2 separate regions of the Mus musculus genome follow, and region 2 is linked to region 1. A link is a contact called in public HiChIP or PLAC-seq data. All regions are on one chromosome and are shown on one strand. Each heading gives the region's core, a stretch centred on a gene start, on an enhancer-like site or on the middle of the called end of the contact. The rest is flanking DNA. Distances are from core to core; before and after follow the strand shown.

Region 1 (5,994 bases), core at 2,406-4,905:
TCCCAGACTCACTTACATCAAAAGAGAAGAAAACAGAACAAATTGGCTTTTTAAAATCTAGTGGTAGGACCAAATCCAAGAAGGCAGCTAGCCTGAGGCTGATGAAGGAGCTTGAAGAGATCTGCAAACATGGGATGAAAAAATTCAATAGCAAGAGGTTCAGGAAATTCAGTTATTGACATTACGCTGCTTTACAAGAGATTACTGTTCCTGACAGACATCCATGTATTGAGGGTCCTTCAGAATTGATTAAACTCTCTAGTAGATTATCCATCTAAACTACCCAGATCACTTTGATAACAGAGTTTTGTCACCCTAACTGTGGTAATTTGAGTAGGTTTGATCACCATAGCTGCATGCATTTGAATGCTTGGTCCATAGGGAGTGAGTGGTGCTCCTAGAAGGTGTTACCCTTTGGAGTAGGTGTGGCCTTGTTAGTGGACATTGTCACTGTAGGAGTGGGCTTTGAGGTTTATGCTTAAGCTCCACCCATTCTGGATGACAGTCTGCTCCTGACTGTCTTCAGATCATAGTGTAGAACTCTGGGCTTTTTCATCACCACGTCTGCTTGCACACTGCCATATTTCAAACTGTGATGATACTTCTGAAATTGTAAGATTCCCCAGTAAAATGCTTTCTTTTATAAGAGTTGTCTTGGTCATACTGTCTCTTCACAGCAATGAAATGCTATGGCATTAACGTCGAGGAGAAGAGACTTGTCTATCTGCCAGTAATTAGTGCTTAGACCTGGAGGCCATCTGGCAAGATTGACCAAATAATCCAGTTTGTCATAGCACTAGTAACCTATCCCTGAGCACCCAGTCTGGGCTGAAATAGATGAAGAATACTCTAAAGATGATAAATATTTTGGATAGAATGCTTAAGAGTTTACAAAGATATAGTAGGGAAAGTGACCTGTGGATTGATATCTACAATGAAAGATTCCAGTTAGTTTGAGAAAGACCCTGAGAAGGGCATTCAAATACTCAGCAAAGCAGGACTCTGTGGAAAATTGATGCATATCACCACCTGGTGTTCACTTGTTGCAGTTACTGAGTTTCCATAGTTTGCTTAATCAAAAGCTTTTGAAGTATATTTATAGGGGTATTCTGCTCCACATTAGCCTTTATATCCCCTGAATAAAAGACACAGTAATCTGGTACTTTTATTAAACCACTGCCAGCCTAGACTGTGCAGGTTCTGAGCTACTCTAATCTACATCACAGCCATAGGTCCCGAATTACTTGTTGTTTGAGTCTTGCCCAGCTTACTCTCTTCCTTGTGTGTCCTCAGGGTAAGTTTCTCTTAGCCATGTGCACATGGTCCATCCTGATTCATAGCAACCTTCTTCTTCTTCTGCCTCTTCTGTGGTCCCTACCTGAGACTGCCCTTCTCAATCTCAAGTTCTGTCTTCCTTTCTCTCCCGCCCAGGCACAGGCCCTAGTCTTTTATCAACCAATCAAAGATTATTGGAGAGCTTTCTTTAAAGAACATTGATCAATACTTTGCTGGTATTCGGCACAGAACTCAGCATCTGAGTACACAGTGGACAGAACCAACCACAATAGAAAGTGTCTAGTTAATCTGTAAAGAAGTATTTATAAATCTAAAAAGTAAATTAAAATGAAACCCAGTGACAGGAGAGATGGCTCAGTGGTTAAGAACAGTGACTGCATTTCGAGAGAACGGTTCAGTTCCCAGCATGCACATGACTGCTCACATATGAAGGAAATCCAGCACTCTCTTCTGGCTGCCATGATCACTGCACACATATGGTTCACAGACATATATAAATGCAACACACACACACACACACACACACATACACACACACACATAAAATAATCTAAAAAATCCTTGGCATGACTCCTCAGTGAGTTACTGGAACTCTGACTTCTTTCTCTCAGATATTAAATTTTCATAATAAAAAATTATTCGTGTGAGAGCTACCTTGTCCAGTCCAATGATAGGGTTGCATAAGTTCAGATCTCCACCATGATGTCCTCTACTTAAAGTAATGATCTTTTCACAGGTTTCCATGGCTATAGAACCATGTAAGAACAATGCATTGATGAGCAGGTGTTTTATCAGCTATTCCCATATGTATGTTCCATTCATCTGACTACTAAATTGTATGCTGGGGCTTCACAACTCCCCTGTGGATTCTGGAGTCTGGAGTCCAGACCAGGTGTTATGTGGATTTACCCCATTGATAAAATGTTCTGTAGGAGGTGTTAAAAACACTGGGCATACACAAGTGCCTAGAGGCAAGACTGCATTGTGTCTCATGTTTTACAGGTCCAGTCAGGCAGGATACAAGACTCAGGTCCAGAATGCAAATGAGGAACTGAGTTTTTATTGTGAGGGAATTGGGAACCATGCATACTTTAAAGTAGAGTGAAGATCTAGCAACTCCAATCAGGTTGGGGATAGCTCAAATATTGCTTCTCAATTCAGCTGCAAGGAAAGAGCCATCAGCTGGCATTTGGAATGGTGCAGATTTTGGCTGTGGAGCACATGTGACCAAAATGCTTCCAGCAACTTGACCAACCTTGATACCTTAAGAACAAAAGATGTCTGGGTGAGTGTACACAAGAGGTAAGTTTTGGAGGTAAGATCTTTGCTGGCCAGAGAGGGTGTGTGGGTCCTTCTTTCTAGGCCCAAAGTTGAGATGACATTTATTTGTGCACACACTTTGTTTGTGGGTAGCATAGGCTTCACTTGGAGCAGGAGTGAGTAATAGACAGGTGTCATTGGCCTCAAGTCTCCAGTGAGGTGAGCTAGGGAGAAGGGAGCCAGGAGAGCAGGATGGTAGTTATTGTGTATAGGTTTACAGTGGATAGGCTATAGGGACAATGCTTTCTTTTGCATGGTGGAGAATGTGGCCATTGAGAATGTGGCTGTGGACCTTTGCCAGGCATAGCAGAAGCTTCTGAATGAGTCAAGGATGCCGCGGACTATGCAGTGGGAATTCCACCTAAGTGGTCAGGAACCCAAGGTGACTGGAACCAGGTTGGGAATAGGATCGGCATGACAGACAGACAAGCACTCAATGGTGAAGCTGCTGCTGCAAAATCTTTACCTCAGGGTTCAGATTATATACACAATCAAGAAGGAACAATTTTCTCTTGACAAATCACATATCTTAGTTCCTCTTTAAACCTAACACAAGTATAGCTTACTAGGAAATTAAATCACCCATTGGCGCCCACCTGTGGTTTTGCTGCCAGACTGAACTTTCATATTGACTCAAGAATCTTATAACCTTTTATTTACTACTCTAATGATCTTATTCAACAGCACATGCAATCCCAATCTAAACTTTATAATATTTCTTGCTTATTTCTTTTATTACCAAATATGTCTACTCCTGGCTATCTAGGAGTAAGTATCTCCAAATGATAGGAAAACATACATCTGCCACCTCAAGGTCCACTGTTGCTCATCTGTTAAGGCATACCAAGGAGCCCTACTTCTTATTCTTTCCCATAGACTTAATTCTGAATATCTCATTTTCCACAATCCATCTGATTAAGTTCTTATCATAAATTCCAGTCCATGGAAGTGGAGCATTTGTTGGATTAAACTTGTAAGGTCCATGATATCTAGGTACTTCCCACTATCCTCTACTCAGCTTCACAAGAACTGACTAATCACCCCCCCTTTCACTGTTAGTCCTAATTCCTATAAATTCTGGATTTCTTCATCCTGTATAGTTTCTCTTTTACATCTGACAATTTTATTAATGCCTAAATCTAATTGTTGTATTAAATTAATGACAGCGCCCAAAATCATATTTTCTCTTTGCAAGATCTGCAAAATCAATTGTGCTGTTTCAGACAAAATCTCTAGTGGGATGACATTGCGAGCAATTCCAATCAGATTCTCATCTATTTTTGCTACATACACCAGCTCTGTGGTTGAGGACACTGAGGTTGAAGCACCCAGCACAGTTTCCTGTCTAGTACTTTCAGTTCCTGAAACAGCTAAAGATACATCTTTCCAAATCACAAAATTCTTTGTATCAGCAACTGCCATCCAGCCAAGCATGCCAGAAGGGGACATGGGACGGGCAGACTGCCAGGGACCTCCAGGAGACCTAGCTCCACAGAGCACAAATCTCAGTGAATGGTTACCATTCAAGGAGTTTTTCTTTCATTGCTACACAGATTCCATTGGAGTTGGTGTGGCACAAGGAGACTCCTTTACTATGAAATGATGCATGAGCACTTTAGTATTGTGGCCTCAGATTCCTTTACATACTCCTGCCTAGGGCGGGCACTTCCTTTTCTTCAGGGATCATACTTTTCTCTTTGGTTTTTCAGGACAGGATTTCTCTGGTTAGCCATGGCTTTTCTAGAACTCACACTGTAGATCAGGTTGGACCTCAACTCAGAGATCAACCTGCCTCTGGCTTCTGAGTGCTTTTTATCAAGGATTGTTCTTGTTGTGTGTCTTAGTTAGGGTTTTATTGCTGTGGTAAGATACCATAATCATGTCAATTTTAATATAGGCAAACACTTAATTAGGGCTGGTTTATTCTTTCAGAGGTTGAGTTCAATGTCAAGGTAGGAAGTAAGGCAGTGTGCAGGCAGACATGGTGCTGGAGAAGGAGCTTAGACTTCTACATCTTGATTCTAAGACATCCAGGAGTGGACTGGCTTCTTGAGGTAGCCAGGAGGCAGGTCTCTTTGGCACTGGATGGAGGATGAGCGCTAGGACATTTCAAATCCCACCTACAGAGTGAAACATTTCCTCCAAGAAGACCACTCTTATTCCAATCAGGTTAAGCCTCCTAATAGTCACAATTTCCATGGTGAAGCATATTTAAACCACTGTTGGTGTCAGTGTGTAATGTGTTCCCTTGTCCCCTCTCCTTAAGGTTTCCCAGGACTGATAAAGTCAGTATCTCTGGAGAGTACTGACCCATAGCTGTGAGATGCTTCTTTGTGGTTTAAAATCAATTTTTTATTATCTTTAATTTTTTTACAGTCCAGTCATTATTCCCTTCCCATCCTGCCCTCCAAACAGTTCATCCTCATCCTCCTCCCCCATCTCCAAAAGAATGTCCCCAACCCCACACATCCCCACACCCTTTCAGGCTTCCCCATTCCCTGAGGTCTCAAGGCTCTTAAGGGTTAGGTGTGTCTTCTATCATTGAGGCCAGATGAGACAGTCCTCTTATATGTACTTGTTGGGTGCCTTAGACCAGCTAGTGTATGCTGCCTGGTTGGTGGCTCAGTATCTGAGTGATCTCAGGGGCCTGGGTTAGATGTCCCACAACAGAAGAATAGATATAGAAAATGTGATTCATTTACACAATGGAATACCATTCAACTATTAAGATGGAGGACATTATGAGTTTTACAGGGCAAATGGATGGAGCTAGAAATTATCACTTGAGTGAGATATCTCAGACATAAAAGGACATGCATGGTTTATACTCACTCATAAGTGGATATTGGCCAAAAATGTACAAAATACCCAGGAAACAGTCCACAGACTAAAACCTTTTATAATCTACTTTTATGAGAGAGAGAGAGAGAGAGAGAGAGAGAGAGAGAGAGAGAGAGAGAGAGAGAGAGAGAGAGAGAATGGATTGGGGAAGGGATAAGTGTAAACATTGGAGTCAGAGTTGGTTCTCCTTGGCCAACTGATAGGTCTTGGGATTCAACTCAGATCATCAGGCTTAGTAACCAGCATCTTTTTTTTTTTCTCCCACTGAGAAAACTCTACAGTTTTGATGTTTCCTTTTCTATGGTCTAATAGTGGGGCTTGTCCCAAGATACCATTCTATTTTTACCTTCCTTACCTTTCTAACAAACATGGATGTACCTTCCAGAGTTCATGTAGTCATCCAGTGGAGTGAGAGCAGTTGTGATATGGGACACAACACGACAGGCATACACAAGGCATTCCTTAGGTGAGTCTGGATGAAGAGTGTTTGACTGTGTTGTAATGTTCCAGAAACCTTTCCAGTGGCCCTTTGGGGTC
Region 2 (5,994 bases), core at 1,501-4,000, 270 kb before region 1:
TAGATTTAGAGGGTGTTGAGTCAGAAGGACTAGAGGGAAATATATGATAGCAGGGTGGAGGATTAGAATTGTCTAACCTTTGAGCTAGCCAAGGCATTTAAAAATAAGCTAGTGTGTGTGTGTGTGTGTGTGTGTGTGTGTGTGTGTGTCTGTGTCTGTGTCTGTGTCTGTGTCTGTGTCTGTGTCTGTGTGTATGTGTGTGTTCCTGGGTGGGTGGCTGCGCCCTTGTATTCCTCCAGGAGCCAAAGAGGCATAGCAAATCTCACTGCTACAAAAAAAAAAAAAAAACATCCAGTCCCCTGGAAAGGGTGTCTGTTAGGTTAGCTTCTGGATGAGGCTTTTCAGAGGTGGGGCCATTCTGACAGAAAGCTCAGCCTATATACAGGAGTGATCTCCACCCTGGAAAGGCCCTCTTGTCCTTCCTACACTTGCAGCATCTGGGTAGCAGCCTAAGAAATCCTCTAGGCCAGCCTGGGTGTGGTTGGTGAGCCAATCAGCTGCATAGAAAGACAGTTCAAACAGGATTTTTCTCTGTTTTTTGTCTTTAGAGTTACTGTTTTCTTTGGTAAGCATGAACTGAGAATCAGAACCACAGACAGATGCACAAAGATACCAAATATGGTGGGTTCAGTGGTTAAGAGCACTGACTGCCCTTGCAGAGGACCATGCTTTTTTTTTTTAGCATCGTCAAGGTAGCTTACAACCATCTTGAGTTCTGGTTCCAGGAGGTCTGAAGCCCTCTTCTGACCTCTCCAGGCTCCTGCATGCACATGATGCACACGCACACATAAAAATAAAAGCCAGGTGGAGAGCTGGTGAGATGGCTCAGTGGGTAAGAACACTGACCGCTCTTCTGAAGGTCCTGAGTTCAAATCCCAGCAACCACATGGCGGCTCACAACCACCTGTAATGAGATCTGATGCCATCTCCTGGTGTGTCTGAAGACAGCTACAGTGTACTTATTTATAATAATAAATAAATTTCTGGGCTGGAGCAAGCAGGGATGGAGCGAGCAGGGCTGACAAGAGTGAGCAGAGGTCCTAAATTCAATTCCCCAAAACCAGTTGAAGGCTCACAATTATCTGTACAGCTACAGTATATACACATACATAAAGTAAATAAATAAATCTTAAAACAAAACAAAACAAAACAAAACTGTTGGGCGGTGGTGGTGCATGCCTTTAATCCCAGCACTTGGGAGGCAGAGACAGGCGGATTTCTGAGTTTGAGGCCAGCCTGGTCTACAAAGTGAGTTCCAGGACAGCCAGGACTATACAGAGAAACCCTGTCTCGATGAAAACAAACAAACAAACAAAACCCTAGGTGGAAAGTGATAGAGTATGATACCCAGAATTCTCCTCTAGCCTGCAGCTGCCAGTGGCCATGGGTTACTGGGTTCCTGAAAGGAAAGCTGGGGATGGATGGGAAGGATGACTAGAGAAATAACAAGCCAAGGCAAAGTTCTCTGAACAAGGCTCAATATAGTCTTAAATTTAAAGGGGGGAGACCCATCCCCCACTTTGTCAGGATCACCTCAGGAAAGCAAGCTCAGCTGTTCTGCAGGTAGCTTCTTGCAGGAAGCTGCAGATGTGGCAGACAAAAGACTTCACCTAGGTCAGAAGACTCCACCCTGGGTGGGCTAGCCTACTGTGGCAGAAACCGGTCTGATTCAGCCAGCTCAAGGCTGGGGGGAAGGGCACACTAGCCTCCACATGTAGTGTGTGTACATGTGGCAGACACACAGGAAACAGTCTCATAACTGATGCTGACTGTACCGGAGTCAGCGTGAATCAGAGAACTTCTTTACAGTCAGTTCCAAGACAGAAAAGTAGAGGAAAATTAGTGTTTCTGTGACCTGATTTCCATCTGAGGCATTCTAGCTCCATGGCTTATCCTCAGAGTGTTACCAGCCATGAATGATTGACAAACAATGGTCAACAGAAGCAAGAGCGTTAGCAGTCATGAGTGGTTGACAAAAGCCACAGTATATTTCATCAATTTGGTGGGTGCAAAAATAATAGCAGTTTTTGCATTGCTGAAAATTTTAATATTGGAATATAGTTGTAAGGTTTATTGTTATTTTTTGTTATGTGTATGAGAATGTATTTGTGAGGATGTAAGCAGTATGTGTGTCTGTTTTCCTGCTGAGGCCAGAAGAGTGTGTTAGATCCCTAGTAGGTGGAGTTACAGGTAGTGTTGAGCTGCCTAATATGAATGCTGACAGCTGAACTCAGGTCCTCTGCAGTAGCAGTATGTGCGCTTAACCTCTGGGCCATCGGTCCAGCTCATGGAGTATATTGATAAATGTGGCTATGTTGTATGTCGTTTAATATGTGTTTCCTGCTTTTTTTTCTTTCTTTCTTTTGTTTTTTCGAGACAGGGTTTCTTCTCTGTGTAGCCCTGGCTGTCCTGGAACTCACTCTGTAGACCATGCTGGCCTCGAACTCAGAAATCCTCCTCGTGTGCCACCACTTCCCGGCCGGGTCATAGCTTTTTTAACCTTTAAATAAAGAGCTTTTGTTGGGAATTCAAACCGAGGTCTTTAGAAGGTGACCCTAGGCATCTCAGGCTGAGAGCTGGTTTGTGTTCCTCTGGAATTGTGTGAGAAGTAATCCCAGGACTCAGGGTGTCGCCTGAGCCCATCCCGGGGCGGGATGGCGGCCGCACTGCGCAGGAGCGGAAGCTGCGCTGCCCTTCCCCCACCGACTTCCGGCTGCCGCTCTGGTTCTCCCGCCTCCGACTGTGAGGCGGCTCGTAGACGTCCCGCCATGGCACTGTCGCGGGGGTTGCCCCGGGAGCTGGCCGAGGCGGTGTCCGGCGGCCGGGTGCTGGTGGTTGGCGCGGGTGGGATCGGCTGTGAGCTGCTCAAGAACCTGGTGCTCACTGGCTTCTCCCACATCGACCTGGTGAGGCCCGGGCTCCGGGTGAATGGCGGTCTGCCTGCGGGGCCCGGTTCCGGGCGGGAGTCAGGGCGGCGCGGCCCGAGAGGCCTGGGGTTAGGATCACCGTGCGGGAAGCGGGTTGGTGGGACGCGGGACTCCGGCTCTCCGGACCTCCTGTTCGCGGCCCTCGGCTCCCTGGGCCTGCGCGCGCCGCCTCCCGAGGCAGTTTCCCCAGTTACACTGGGATGCAAGAAGAGACCCTGTAGATGCTGTGACTTTAATTCAAATATTCTCCAACTTAAAATAACGATCCCGCGGCCGAGCGGTTTGCAGCCACCAGCCACAGCACGCCGGGCGTGCACACGTGCATTCATTCCCGAGTCTGCCACCGGCCCTCAGGTTGCAAGTGCTGTCTGCATCCCGTTTTATTTTTAACAGATGAGGAAAGTGAGACGCTATGAGGTTGAGTAACTTACCCTGGGGGCACGCCGTAAGTGGCTGGTTAGACTCCTTGGGGCTCGCGCTCCTCTGGTCTGGGCATCGTGCAGATCCGTGTTTATGTCATTATAGATACTCCCTGGGGTTTGCAGGATTGGGTGACAGACTGTAATCCGTGCATCGAGAGACTGTAGAACTGGAAGTTTGAGGTCCGCTTGGGCTACGTAGCAACATCTTACCCAAGAAATTAAAAAAAAATTTTTTTTTTTGGTTGTCAGGATTCTTAAGTTTTGCGTTAGCGTAATGTGCAATGACAGGAAACCCCTGTAATTTGTGAATGTGTTGGAGATATTATATGAACCTTGGATGTGAATTGAAGATGCCTTAAGGTTTAACAGAAACACGGGATGAAATTGCAGGTGTCAGGGTTTCAGCTGAGGCAGAATTGGAGGGAAACATTCTTCATTGGTCAGGCTTCACACCCAGTTTTGGTCCATAGAAAATAGTATAATCCATAATATGCTAGTGACGCTTGATGCTATTTTAAGAGTAGATTTTTCAATAGACAGGAGTGAATTGAAAAAGTAAATGCTTGTTCTCTGTTTTAATTTTCTTTGGTTAAATTTTTATAGTGAACTTTGAAGTACAAATGAATATTTCAATGATTATGTTCCATAATTTTCCCATACTACTCTAAACTTTAGAATGTTTGATGATGAGAACATTTTGTTGCTTATGTAAGTTTGTTGAAATAGAATGTAAATGATGTTAATTCTTTTCCCCTTTAAAGTAGCAATTAGATTAAAATTTAATTTTACTTTAAACTTTTTCCTTTATTTTACGTGTATGGGCCATTTGCCTGCATTGTGTCTGTGCCTGGTGCCCCCAGAGGCCAGAAGGGGGCGTTGGATCCCTGGAGCTGGTGTTAGCAATGGCTGTGACTCACCATGTTGAGCCTGAAAATTGAACCCCTGGTCCTATGCAAGAGCAGCCAGCACTCTTAACTGTTTAGCCATCTACGACGGCTCCTAGACTAGATTTTACTTTACTTATTTATTTTACCATACATAGGGCATTTTCTTCAACAGCCCTCAAGTAATCCTGAGTGAATGTGTAGATAAGGAATTAACGTGAGTGTGGTGGCTTACATCTTTAATTCCAGCACTAGGAGGCAGAGGCAGACTGACCTCTGTATTCTGTATGTTCCAGGCCAGCCTGGTCTACAAAGAGAGTTCCAGGGGATCTGAGGCTGTTACACAGAGAAACCATCTCAAAAAAAAAGAAAGAATGAAAGTAACTAACATGCTCCATATTGCTTAATGAGAAATGACATGGCACGGGAAATCAGAAATTATCAGACAGATGGGTGTTTTTTGTGTGTGGAGGCCAGAGGACAACTTCAAGGTTCGTTCTCCCTGGGCATTGTCGAGCAGTTACTGAGGCAGGGTCTCTTTCTACCCTGGAACTCTGCAGATGTACTAGGCTAACTGGCTAGTGAGTCCAGGAATTCCTCCTAGCCCCACTGCCCTGGCTCTGGAATTGCAAAGGCTTGCCACTGTGCCCAGCTTGTTTTAACGTGGCTTTTGAAGTATCAAACTCTGCTCCTTGTAGCTGGCAGTGCAGCCGCTTTTTTTTTTTTTAAGATTTATTTATTTAATATATGTGAGTACAGTGAGTACACTTTAGCTGTCTTCAGACACGCCAGAAGAGGGCATCAGACCCAATTATGGATGGTTGTGAGCCACCATGTGGTTGCTGGGAATTGAACTCAGGACCTCTGGAAGAGCAGCCAGTGCTAGTAACTGCTGAGCCATGTCTCCAGCCCCAGGGCAGCCACTTTACTGCCTTCAATCTCCTTGGCCTAGAAAACTACTTATTTACTGAATTTTGAGGCAGAGTCTCTGTTTGTAGCCCTGGTTGGTCTGGAACTCATTATGGAGACCAGGCTGACCTTCAGCTAACAGGTAACTGATTGCACCACCTTGCCCACCCAGAAAATTTTATTTTATTTTATTTTTTTATTTTTTATTTTTTGGTTTTTTTTCGAGACAGGGTTTCTCTGTGTAGCCCTGGCTGTCCTGGAATTCACTCTGTAGACCAGGCTGGCCTCGAACTCAGAAATCTGCCTGCCCCTGCCTCCCGAGTGCTGGGATCAAAAGGCGTGCGCCACCACACCCGGCTTTTTATATTTTTAATCAAATCTTTTATGATATCTAAGGAATTCCCTGAAATATTTGCATTGATCATGGTTAAATAAACAAAAAAAAATTAGCCATCCTTAATGCATTTTTGAGGTTACCTTTGACTTAAGTGCTGTTCTTCCCGTAATGTTTAAATGCAGTTGTTATCTGGTCAACAATTGGGTGTGAGTTGTCCAGGAAAGCACTGGCTGCAGGTAAGCTCTGGGTTAAGCACAGTGAAGACAGCGGTGTTGCTCAGAAATTGGGATTTACCTCCCTTTCTTTATTTGTAGATTGATCTGGACACTATCGATGTCAGCAACCTCAACAGGCAGTTCTTGTTTCAAAAGAAACATGTGGGAAGATCAAAGGCTCAGGTAACTTCCCCATACTGCAGTTAGGACACTTGACCAAGGTTTCACTTAACAGAGGGAGAGAGTGGGTGAGGCTAGCTCTTTTTATTTTTATTTCTATGATTAACATTTCATTTACTT

The links. HiChIP or PLAC-seq counts read pairs in DNA pulled down with a chosen protein or histone mark.
Region 2: an H3K4me3 HiChIP or PLAC-seq map of the 230-238 cell line shows a contact between it and region 1, with 30 read pairs. The contact joins the promoter of Uba2 here to the enhancer-like site in region 1. A contact is called at or near these places in 1 of 39 promoter capture datasets (pre-B cells), 1 of 15 datasets of contacts at CTCF or cohesin (large pre-B cells) and 6 of 115 datasets of contacts at active chromatin or transcription factors (the 230-238 cell line, bone marrow-derived macrophages, large pre-B cells and 1 more).

What each region holds. Positions count from the first base shown.
Region 1 is chr7:33,898,207-33,904,200 of GRCm38.p6, reverse strand. No RefSeq gene overlaps it. Among named protein-coding and RNA genes, the nearest start is that of Scgb2b26, 44 kb to the left of the region's middle. Within about 2 kb of position 3,655, at least 22 of the 459 cell types and tissues checked have an H3K27ac peak or open chromatin away from gene starts, as enhancers often do. A contact at or near this core is called in the 230-238 cell line, bone marrow-derived macrophages and pro-B cells, where this site is marked.
Region 2 is chr7:34,165,285-34,171,278 of GRCm38.p6, reverse strand. Uba2 (ubiquitin-like modifier activating enzyme 2) reads left to right here and starts at 2,750. Exons shown (of 17, transcript NM_016682.2): 1 at 2,750-2,906; 2 at 5,794-5,877. The coding sequence starts at 2,769.